Linked DNA regions of Mus musculus: all the other regions are linked to region 1. The links are chromatin contacts, called in public Hi-C maps. All regions are on one chromosome and are shown on one strand. Each heading gives the region's core, a stretch centred on a gene start, on an enhancer-like site or on the middle of the called end of the contact. The rest is flanking DNA. Distances are from core to core; before and after follow the strand shown.

Evidence for each region. Hi-C and Micro-C count contacts between places; a contact is called where the count stands out from the background.
Region 2: a Hi-C map of pre-megakaryocyte-erythroid progenitors shows a contact between it and region 1, with 2.6 times the contacts expected there. The contact joins the enhancer-like site here to the promoter of Adamts2 in region 1. A contact is called at or near these places in 2 of 39 promoter capture datasets (frontonasal cranial neural crest and second pharyngeal arch cranial neural crest), 9 of 484 Hi-C or Micro-C datasets (DN3 thymocytes, LSK cells, embryonic fibroblasts and 5 more), 3 of 115 datasets of contacts at active chromatin or transcription factors (double positive thymocytes and embryonic stem cells) and 2 of 9 other capture datasets (adipose tissue and pancreatic islet).
Region 3: a contact with region 1 is called in a Hi-C map of uterus, with 1.6 times the contacts expected there. The contact joins the enhancer-like site here to the promoter of Adamts2 in region 1. A contact is called at or near these places in 6 of 484 Hi-C or Micro-C datasets (the HL-1 cell line, muscle stem cells and uterus), 2 of 115 datasets of contacts at active chromatin or transcription factors (the 3134 cell line and embryonic stem cells) and 3 of 9 other capture datasets (adipose tissue, liver and pancreatic islet).

Annotation. Positions count from the first base shown.
Region 1 is chr11:50,600,767-50,603,743 of GRCm38.p6, forward strand. It overlaps Adamts2 (a disintegrin-like and metallopeptidase (reprolysin type) with thrombospondin type 1 motif, 2), which reads left to right and starts at 1,319. Exons shown (of 22, transcript NM_175643.3): 1 at 1,319-1,533; 2 at 2,471-2,865. The coding sequence starts at 1,398.
Region 2 is chr11:50,564,337-50,567,165 of GRCm38.p6, forward strand. No RefSeq gene overlaps it. Among named protein-coding and RNA genes, the nearest start is that of Gm46259, 18 kb to the left of the region's middle. Within about 2 kb of position 1,570, at least 45 of the 459 cell types and tissues checked have an H3K27ac peak or open chromatin away from gene starts, as enhancers often do. A contact at or near this core is called in DN3 thymocytes, double positive thymocytes, granulocyte-monocyte progenitors and 1 more, where this site is marked.
Region 3 is chr11:50,645,012-50,647,711 of GRCm38.p6, forward strand. The region is part of intron 2 of Adamts2 (a disintegrin-like and metallopeptidase (reprolysin type) with thrombospondin type 1 motif, 2); the gene reads left to right. Among named protein-coding and RNA genes, the nearest start is that of Adamts2, 44 kb to the left of the region's middle. Within about 2 kb of position 1,365, at least 19 of the 459 cell types and tissues checked have an H3K27ac peak or open chromatin away from gene starts, as enhancers often do. A contact at or near this core is called in uterus, where this site is marked.

The DNA.
Region 1 (2,977 bases), core at 69-2,568:
AGGAAGCCACTGGGTGGTTGTCAGACTACAGCGGTCCACGCCCGCACACCATGCCCCAGGAAGGACAGAACCAAGGATCTGAAGTCACCATGAAAGCCACCAGTTGTACAAATCATGTAGTTTCCCTCATAAGACTGGGCCCTCTTGTTCATAGGGAGTCATCTCTGTACCTTCTGCTTTAGGCTTGCCACACTGGCTTGGGGAAGGGCGAGTGGAAGAGCAAAGAGACAGGTGTCTTTATCTGGAAGAGCAAAACAAAAACTGGACATAACATTGCAAAAGTGTTCCAATACATGGGGGCCTGAAAGAGATACCCAGGAAAACAAGAGCTGGGGGAGTCACTGTGCCCAAGGACAACAGCCTTGGCAGGACAGTGACTCCAGGAAATGGGAGAACCAGGACCCTGCTGGAGAAGATGGATCCTGTTAGAAACTGGAACTCACAGCAAACTGGCAGGGACGTTTGCCTCTGCCCTTGCATGTTCACCTGGAAACGGGGAAGAGTGTTCAGGACTGTTTCTGGTGGACCCAAGGGCAGACTGTGGCAGGAGACCCACTGAGGCAGCTGAGGTCAGCAACTAAGCTGTGCTCGAAGTTAAGAGAGGGAAGGGAGAGTCTCCACCAGAGGTTGCAATGGAGGGCGTGGAGGGACCCAGGGGCTGATGAACTGGAAGAGGGAAAGAGAGGGGTTGGGGGCTGAGGGAACCTCGGTTTTTTTTTTTTTTTTTTTTTAGTGAGGGCAAAAGTTGATCTTTGAGATAGCCTGGGGGAGTGCTCCGTGAGGGGAAGTATCGACCCACCTCTGGAGCCTCCATCTGGACATAGAAACAGGCTCAATGTCCTCCCAGACCCTCTTTTCCTTCCCGTGTCTCATCCAGCTACAAGGCACAGAATGAGGGTGAGACGGCCCCTGGAGTCCCAAGGCAGCAGAGTGCGACTCGCACTACATAGGGCTCTCCGGGTGGGGTGCCACTCCTTCGAGGTGACTTGGGACCCGCGGTGGGCTACCCCTGGCCGGCTTCCAGCGCTTCTCTGCCGCCGCCTCGGGGTGTCTCTGCCTAGCTGCGAGTCGGGAAGCGAGGAGGGGAGCGGGCGGCGGCCGCGCCAAGAAGCGCCGGGTCACCGCAGGCTGAGGCGCCCGCCGTCCCCGCCCTCCCCCTCGCTTGCCTTCGCCTCCTCCTCCCGCCTCCCTCGCCCGCTAGCTAGCTCGCTCCTTCGCTCTCCCCGCCTTCCCTCCGCGCTCCCCGCCCTCTCCTGCGCGCCTCGCCTCCTCCGCCCCGCGCCCTGCGGTGCTGCAGCTGCGGGCGGCTCCAGCTGCCCCCAGATGTGGGCTGGGCAGCGCGCGGGGAACTTTCGCGCCGGCTGCGAGTGCGGGGCCCCGGCTGCGGTCGGGCTGCCATGGATCCGCCGGCGGGAGCCGCTCGCCGCCTGCTCTGCCCCGCTCTACTGCTGCTGCTGCTGCCGCCGCCGCCTCTCCTGCTGCTGCCGCCGCCGCCCGCGAGCGTCCGGCTCGTCGCCGCCACCGAGCCCCCAGGTAGGTGCCAGCCTGGTCCCCACTTCCCGCGACCCTCCGGCCACACTAACCTGCCCGGTGCGTCCCGCCGACCCTTCCTCAAGCATCGTCCGAGGCGACTTGGGCAAACTCTGTGCGCCGCGCCCGGGGCCAAGTTGGCCAACTTCGGGGCCGGGGCGGTCGCGCAGGGGGCGCACCCCGATGCCTTGGAACGCAAGGAGCCTCGGAGCACTTGCCTCTCTCGAGATGCAGAGTGTGGCGCTGGAGGGCCGGGAAAACCCAGCGGCGGAGCGCGCAGAACCAGCACCAGCGGGTCCGGGGGAGCCAGGGCAAGGCGGCGCCCGGGGACGCTCGGGAGGAGCCGGTGCGGAGCGCGCCGCCTGCGGGCCCTGAGCATTGGATGGGTTGTCCCGGAGAGGTTCCCCGGAGATTAGTGGGACCCTGCTCCACCTCTCCCGGGCTTAAGTGTACGGGGCGAGGGGGGCTGACAGTGGGCTGCCCGATGCTGGACTGAGGACAGGCCGCCTATGAACCTGGTTGCTCCGGAGGCCAATGGTGAGGACATTTGGGCAGCAGGGACCGCTGAAGGGTCAGGGTGCATGAGCAGGGGACCAAGGTGGAATAATTTCCGAGGAGCCCCGTGTCCTACCAAGGACGGTATAATTAAGGAGCGAGGGCACTTTGATGGGGTCGCTCTTTAGGGTAACTGCGAGGTGTCCGAGGAACCTCAATTGGGAATCCACTGGGGCAGCTCTTTTGCTGGCTTGGTCCTCTAGAGGGGACGGCCCGCAGGCGACGTGGTTCCGGACTGGTGGTCCTGTCAACGCCCCTTCCTGGAGGCTTCGTGGTGGAATGTCCCTTTTCTTCAACTGAGGCAAGGGCTGGGGGCGCCGGGCTCCGCCGACAGGCTCAGAGTCTCCGAGGTCTCCGCTAAGTCTAACGCCCCTTTCTTTTGCAGGCGGGCCCCCGGGGCAAGGAGCCGAGCGCATCCTGGCGGTGCCGGTGCGCACTGACGCCCAGGGCCGCTTGGTGTCCCACGTGGTGTCTTTGGAGACGGCCGGGGCGGGGGTACGAGCCCGCAGAGCTGCCCTGGACCAGACCTCGGGCTTGCCCGGAGGCGCTGCTCAGGACCCTGGAGGACGCCTTTTCTACAACCTCACAGTATTCGGCCGAGACCTGCACCTGCGGCTGCGGCCCAACGCCCGGCTCGTGGCTCCGGGGGCCACCGTGGAGTGGCAGGGTGAGACGGGTGACACCCGAGTGGAGCCCCTGCTTGGGAGCTGTCTCTACGTTGGAGACGTGGCAGACTTACCTAAAGCCTCCTCGGTGGCGCTCAGTAACTGTGATGGGCTGGTGAGTACTCTCTTCTAGGGCTCCCTTCTGTTCTGGCTCTTGCCTGGGCTTTGGAAACCCATTACTAGGTAGTCCCCTGGGAGGGCGACATAGCCCGCGCGCTGAGGACCAT
Region 2 (2,829 bases), core at 320-2,819, 36 kb before region 1:
TAGTTGGACATCCCAGGACCGAGCCCAGGCAGGAGCATTCACGCTCCCTCTGCCTTCTGAGCTTGGCTCCACATCCCACACTCTGCCCTCAGTGTCCTTAGCCTCTGGTTCCATCTGGAAGCTCACTGCATGCAGACTCCTCTCTTAGTCTCCCTGTCCCTCTTGGGAGAGAAGAGCAAGCCTACGCAGGAGGCTCCTGTGCCCTTGAACATGAAGAACTCTAGAAGAAGGAAGTAGCCATCTCAGAGTCTGCATCTACAGGGTCGTCCTGGCTGACATTGGCACCTACGTGGGAGTCAGACTCTCATTTTCCATGTCCCAGGCTCCCATGTGACCCAACGGAAGCACTAGAGTAGAGATGAAGGGGGTGGCAGCCCCCATATGCAATTTTCTTGGTGGAGGATCATTCATAGTATGGCAATGACCATCTTCAAATTTGTGTCACCCAAACTCTCTTCTTCAACCCCATTAGTGCCTTTATGTTGTCCTTGGCTGTGGGGGCTCTGTAGGAACTGACATGAGGACTTGAGATAAGTCTCTTTGCTATAAGCTAGAAGACTCTTCCAGCTAGATTCTGCCACAGGTCCACATTGTGACTTGTTTAAGGTCTTCCCCCAGAAGGTCCAGGTGACTTCCATCCATGCTGTGTCTCCAGCCAGCCTGGGGCTTCAACATCAATAGTTTGTGAAATGTCAGCTGGCAGAGGAATTCCTCAGCTGTGTTCCCCACTCTGCGCCCTCCCCCAACTTGGCTCCTCCCCCTTTTTACTACCATAGCACAGAGAGGGCTTGCTGGTGTCGGGCCCACTCCATCCTGAGCCCTGGGATGACCTCTACCATCACCCAGTCCCCAACACTTCATGGGCTATGGATGCTCAACGGCACTGGCTGTCCACAGAGGACCCTCCATTGGGATGCTTCCTGCGATCATCTCTTGTCCCACATCCGGGTCCAGCATCCAGTGTCCTGTAATTCTTCTCTGCGTACTCCTCCTCAGTCTGCTAAGTGGACACAAATATTTTCCCAAACAATCACACCGGATCTAGAGTGTTCTTTCCCGGAACAATGGAGAATTTGTGGTCAAATTTAGGACAGCAATCTGTCTCTCAAATTCCTGACCAGAATCCTCCCAGGGTGACACCAAACCTCAGGCTGGCCTAGCTCGCCCCCGCTCCCTCCTCCAGCCTCTGTAGCTTCATACCCAAGGCAGTCAAAAGCCGGCTTCCCGCCCCAGCTTGGTCACATGCTGGAACACCTGCCTGCCTTGGCACAGGTGCCTCACCAGAGAGGTACCCTGTGGGGCCGAGTGGTGTTTGTTCTCTTCTGAAGTTGCAGGCTGTTTTGTGGCGCGCCAGACTCCTCTGGGCACATCGCCTTTGCTCTGCAGTGAAGGTCTCCCTCGGTTATGTAAACGGAAAGTGGGGCATTTTTGCGGTCTTGGGACAGAAGTACGAAGACGGCTTCTCTGAGTGACTTTAATCACCAACTTACCCTTGTGGGTACGCTTGGTCTCTGGACAGGAAGCGGGTGGCTCTGGGGGAAATGACTGTTCCGAAGGGAATCTTCCTGCTTCCCACGAGCCTGCTTCTAGAGCTCTGTGCAAGGCAGTCCTGTTAGCTTGCTCTGGTTGTGGCCTGGCCTGGCTGTGGCTATTTCCTGAGTATGCAATATCTCTGCTCCCTGCAGCCACAGAGGGTCTCCTTGCTGCAGAGCCGGGCTCAGGTCAACCTTCATACACTTCTTGCCTGTGTCTCCCAGTGGTTCAGTAGCTACCTCTGCCATTGGGTTAGACTGGGCTCCGCCCCTTCTGCACCCTTGGCTCCTCCCACTTTGCACACTCCTTCCCAGCCCCTCCCCTCTGCACCCTCACAGCCCGATGGGTCTGAACTTCTGGATTTTTTTTTTTTTTTTTTTTTTTTTTTTGGTATTTTTGGTTATAGCTTGCTAGCCTTGCTTGGGGCACTGCACCATTGGCACACTCACCATCTGAGTGTAGTGGGAGACAGTTATCGTGTAGAAACGGCTCTCACAGTTAAACAGGGCCCCGTGAAGCTCTCTAGAGCAGTGGTTCTCAACCTCCCCAGCGCTGTGACTCCTTTCTACAGTTCCTCATGTTGTGGTGACCTCCAACCATAACATTATTTTCGTTGCTACTTCATAATTGTACATTTGCTGCTGTTATGAATCGTAATGCAAATATCTGATATGCAACCCCCTGTATAAAGGTTGTTTAGCCCCCAAGGGAGTAGCCACCCACAGGTTGAAAACCCTGTTCTAGAGAGTTCCTCCATTTTCCAGAGGCTCCAGAGGCTCCAGAGGCTTCTCAGCGTTTTCAGGCTGCTGTGTGGAATCATCAGGTGCTGGAGAGAGAGAGAGAGAGAGAGAGAGAGAGAGAGAGAGAGAGAGAGAGAGAGAGAGAGAGAGAGACAGAGAGAGAGAGAGAGAGAGAGAGAGACAGAGAGAGAGAGAGAGAGAGAGGCAGAGAGAGAGAGAGACAGAGAGAGAGAGAGAGACAGAGAGAGAGAGAGAGAGAGAGAGAGAGAGAGAGAGAGAGAGAGAGAGAGAGAGAGCTGATCAGCTGGCACCAGGGAAGAACCTGACCAGGGGTCATTGCCACTTCTGCCTGCTTCTTGCTCCCAGTGCTCCCCGAAGCTTGACCAGGATGTCTCTACAGGCTTTCCTCTCAGTTTCTCCTTTAGCTCTTGAGAGCCAGGGCAGAGTTTGCTTTCAAAGCACCAGCTGGCTGAGTTTGCTGTCCTACAGAAAGCTCTCCAAGGCTTCCCAGGACTTTCTGGTTAGCAGCATCCCCCTCCACTGCCCTCCCCCAGCC
Region 3 (2,700 bases), core at 115-2,614, 44 kb after region 1:
ATGAGGTTTCCTTTACGACTAACTGGAAATAGTTTGTGGTATAATTCATAAAGAAGACACACACGTATACATACACACATGCATACACACACAGAGAGACACACACTCACGGAGTTGTAAGCCATATAGGAACATTTTAATCACTGTTAAATTACATATATGACAATGGTCCCATAAGATTCTGTCACATAGTGATGTTGTGGCCATCTGGGATGCATAATAGCATGCTTGCCTAAGGGTACATTTGTCAGAATGTGTCTCATTGAGTAACATATGAGTGCTTGGTGCCCCTTTATAGGCAAAAAACAGGCTGGGAAAGGCCACTTTGCCTCAGAGTACCAGAGTAACATAGCGGAGATCATTTCAAAAGAATGGTAAGCTGGCATGACGCTGGGTTGACTCTTTTCACAATCTCTTTGTATTTAAAAATACCACATCATTTCCCACAAATGACGATGTCTCTCTCTCTCTCTCTCTCTCTCTCTCTCTCTCTCTCTCTCTCTCTCTTTCTCTCTCTCTCCCTCTCTCTGTGTCCTCTCTCTCTGTGTGTGTCCTCTCTCTCTCTCTCTCTCTCTCTCTCTGTGTGTGTGTGTGTGTGTGTGTGTGTGTGTATGTGTGTGTATGTATGTATATGTGTGTCTGCCTCAGTTGGGTCTAACTCTTTTCTTCAGCCCATGAGATTCAAGGATGGTGTGTAGATAATATTGACTGCCAATTTGTTGGATTTAAAACCTACCTCAGGACATATCTGTGAGGGTGTTACTACAGAACTGTAAACCCGAGTGTGAGTGGCACCAAGGTGAGCTGAGTATCAGAACTGACCTCTCTCAGTTTCCTGGCTGCGGATACACTGTGACCAGCTGCTTCATGTGCCTGTCGCCATGCCTTACCCATTGTGGTGGACTGTAAGCTCCCAGACTGTGAGCTAAGCCAGACCCTTTCATCCTTAAGTTGCTCTGGTCAGATGTTTTGCAGGGTAGTGAGAAGTGAAAATAACTTGGGCTGGTAAAATGGCTCAGCAGATGAGGGCCCCAGCCTCAGGACAGACTCATGAGAATGAATAAATGTAATAAACAAAATAACAAAGCAATCTAGAAGATAAAGCCACTGGGTCTCTGAGCAATGCCCTTTGCTTTCTTTTCCTTTCTGAAAGGAAGGAGCATGCAAGGCCCCCAGAGCTTCTACCCACATCTCAGTGTGATGTTCTTGTAGCAGGGACAAGTTTATCCTCCTTGGCCAGGGTGATGGGCTTGAGTCTAAGCCCAACAGGGAGGTCTGGTCAGAGGCAGCTGCTGTCTGTAGCCTGGGGAGGCCCCTATTCAGAGCTGGCACTCAGCCCATGCAGAACGCGCTCCTGCCTCTGGCTTGTGGGGCCGGTTCCACTTCTCACATCCTTCTTCTGGCTCTGTGCAGATGAAGGGTTCTCTCCAGGGCCAGAGCAATAACACTTTATCTGTCTGCTGGCTTGCATTTCCCAGACTGTTTCCGAATTAGGTTTTATGTATGAGGATGCTTAAATAATATCATTGTGTTGATTTGGATCTCAGCTTTAAAGTGCATATTTGAGCGTGCACATCATTCTTCCAGAACCAAGGCCCCTTTGTAAAGGGGTTTGTCCTAAGTGAGAAGTATTTTCAAAAGCTTATTATGCCAAAAGCGCTGTGCTCAGTGTTAGGGACACAGGCATGAAGGAGGTCTGTCCTGTCCTCAGGCAGGTCATGGACAAGAGGGCAAGGAAAAAAGACCATAGAAAAAGATGGTGACAAAAGCAATCCAACAGGTACCTGGAAAGGATGCTGTGCCCTTTAAAATCTCTCAGACCACAATTAAACATGCTTTTGCTCAGCATACAAAATACTTATAAAAATTGCTTTTAAGTATAAGAAAATATACTTATAAGAAAACTCACCCCAGGAAAGCAGAGAAGAAAAACAAGGAGAATGAATTCTGCCAACTTGGTGTAGATAATGTGAGAGACAGTAGTCTCCCGACGAGAATGCTCAGGTCCTTGGCCCTGGAATCTTCAAATATGCTTTGTTTGATCATGTTGGGGAATGAGGATGGCCCATGAAGTAACAGTCATTCATTATTTGACTTTAAGAGAGGGGATTATCCTGGATTATCCTGCTGAGCTCGGTGTTCTTAAAAGTGGAGGTCAGAGTCAAGGGGAGGCTGGAAGATGTCAGCTTTGAAGAAGGAGAAAGAGGCTATGAGCCAAGTAATACAAGAAAGAGGTCACCAGAAGCTACAAAAGAAAAGGAAATCAGTACTCCCTATGGCTTCCAGAAGCATCTCAGTCCATTCCCACCCTTCCTCAAGCTTTACTGTAGCTGAAGAAGACTTATTTTGAACTTTTGTGCTCTTGAACAACTTGTGTTGTTTTAAGTCAGGAAGTTTATGGCTGTTTCATCAGCATTGGAAACTGAAAAGCTACTACTGGCTATGTTGGTGATCATTTTCCACCTTGTGACATATATAAATAAAATTATCACCATCACCACCATCACCATCATCATTGTCATCATTATATGGGAGGTAGGACACATGTGGTGGTCAGAGGAGAGCTTAGTAGAGTCATTTTTCTACTTTCACATTTATATGTGTCTCAGGGATCAGATTCAGGTCACAAGGCTTGCATCATTGAGGGGCAAACACTTTTAGCCACTGAGCCATCTCTCTTGTCCAGTGACAGATATAAAT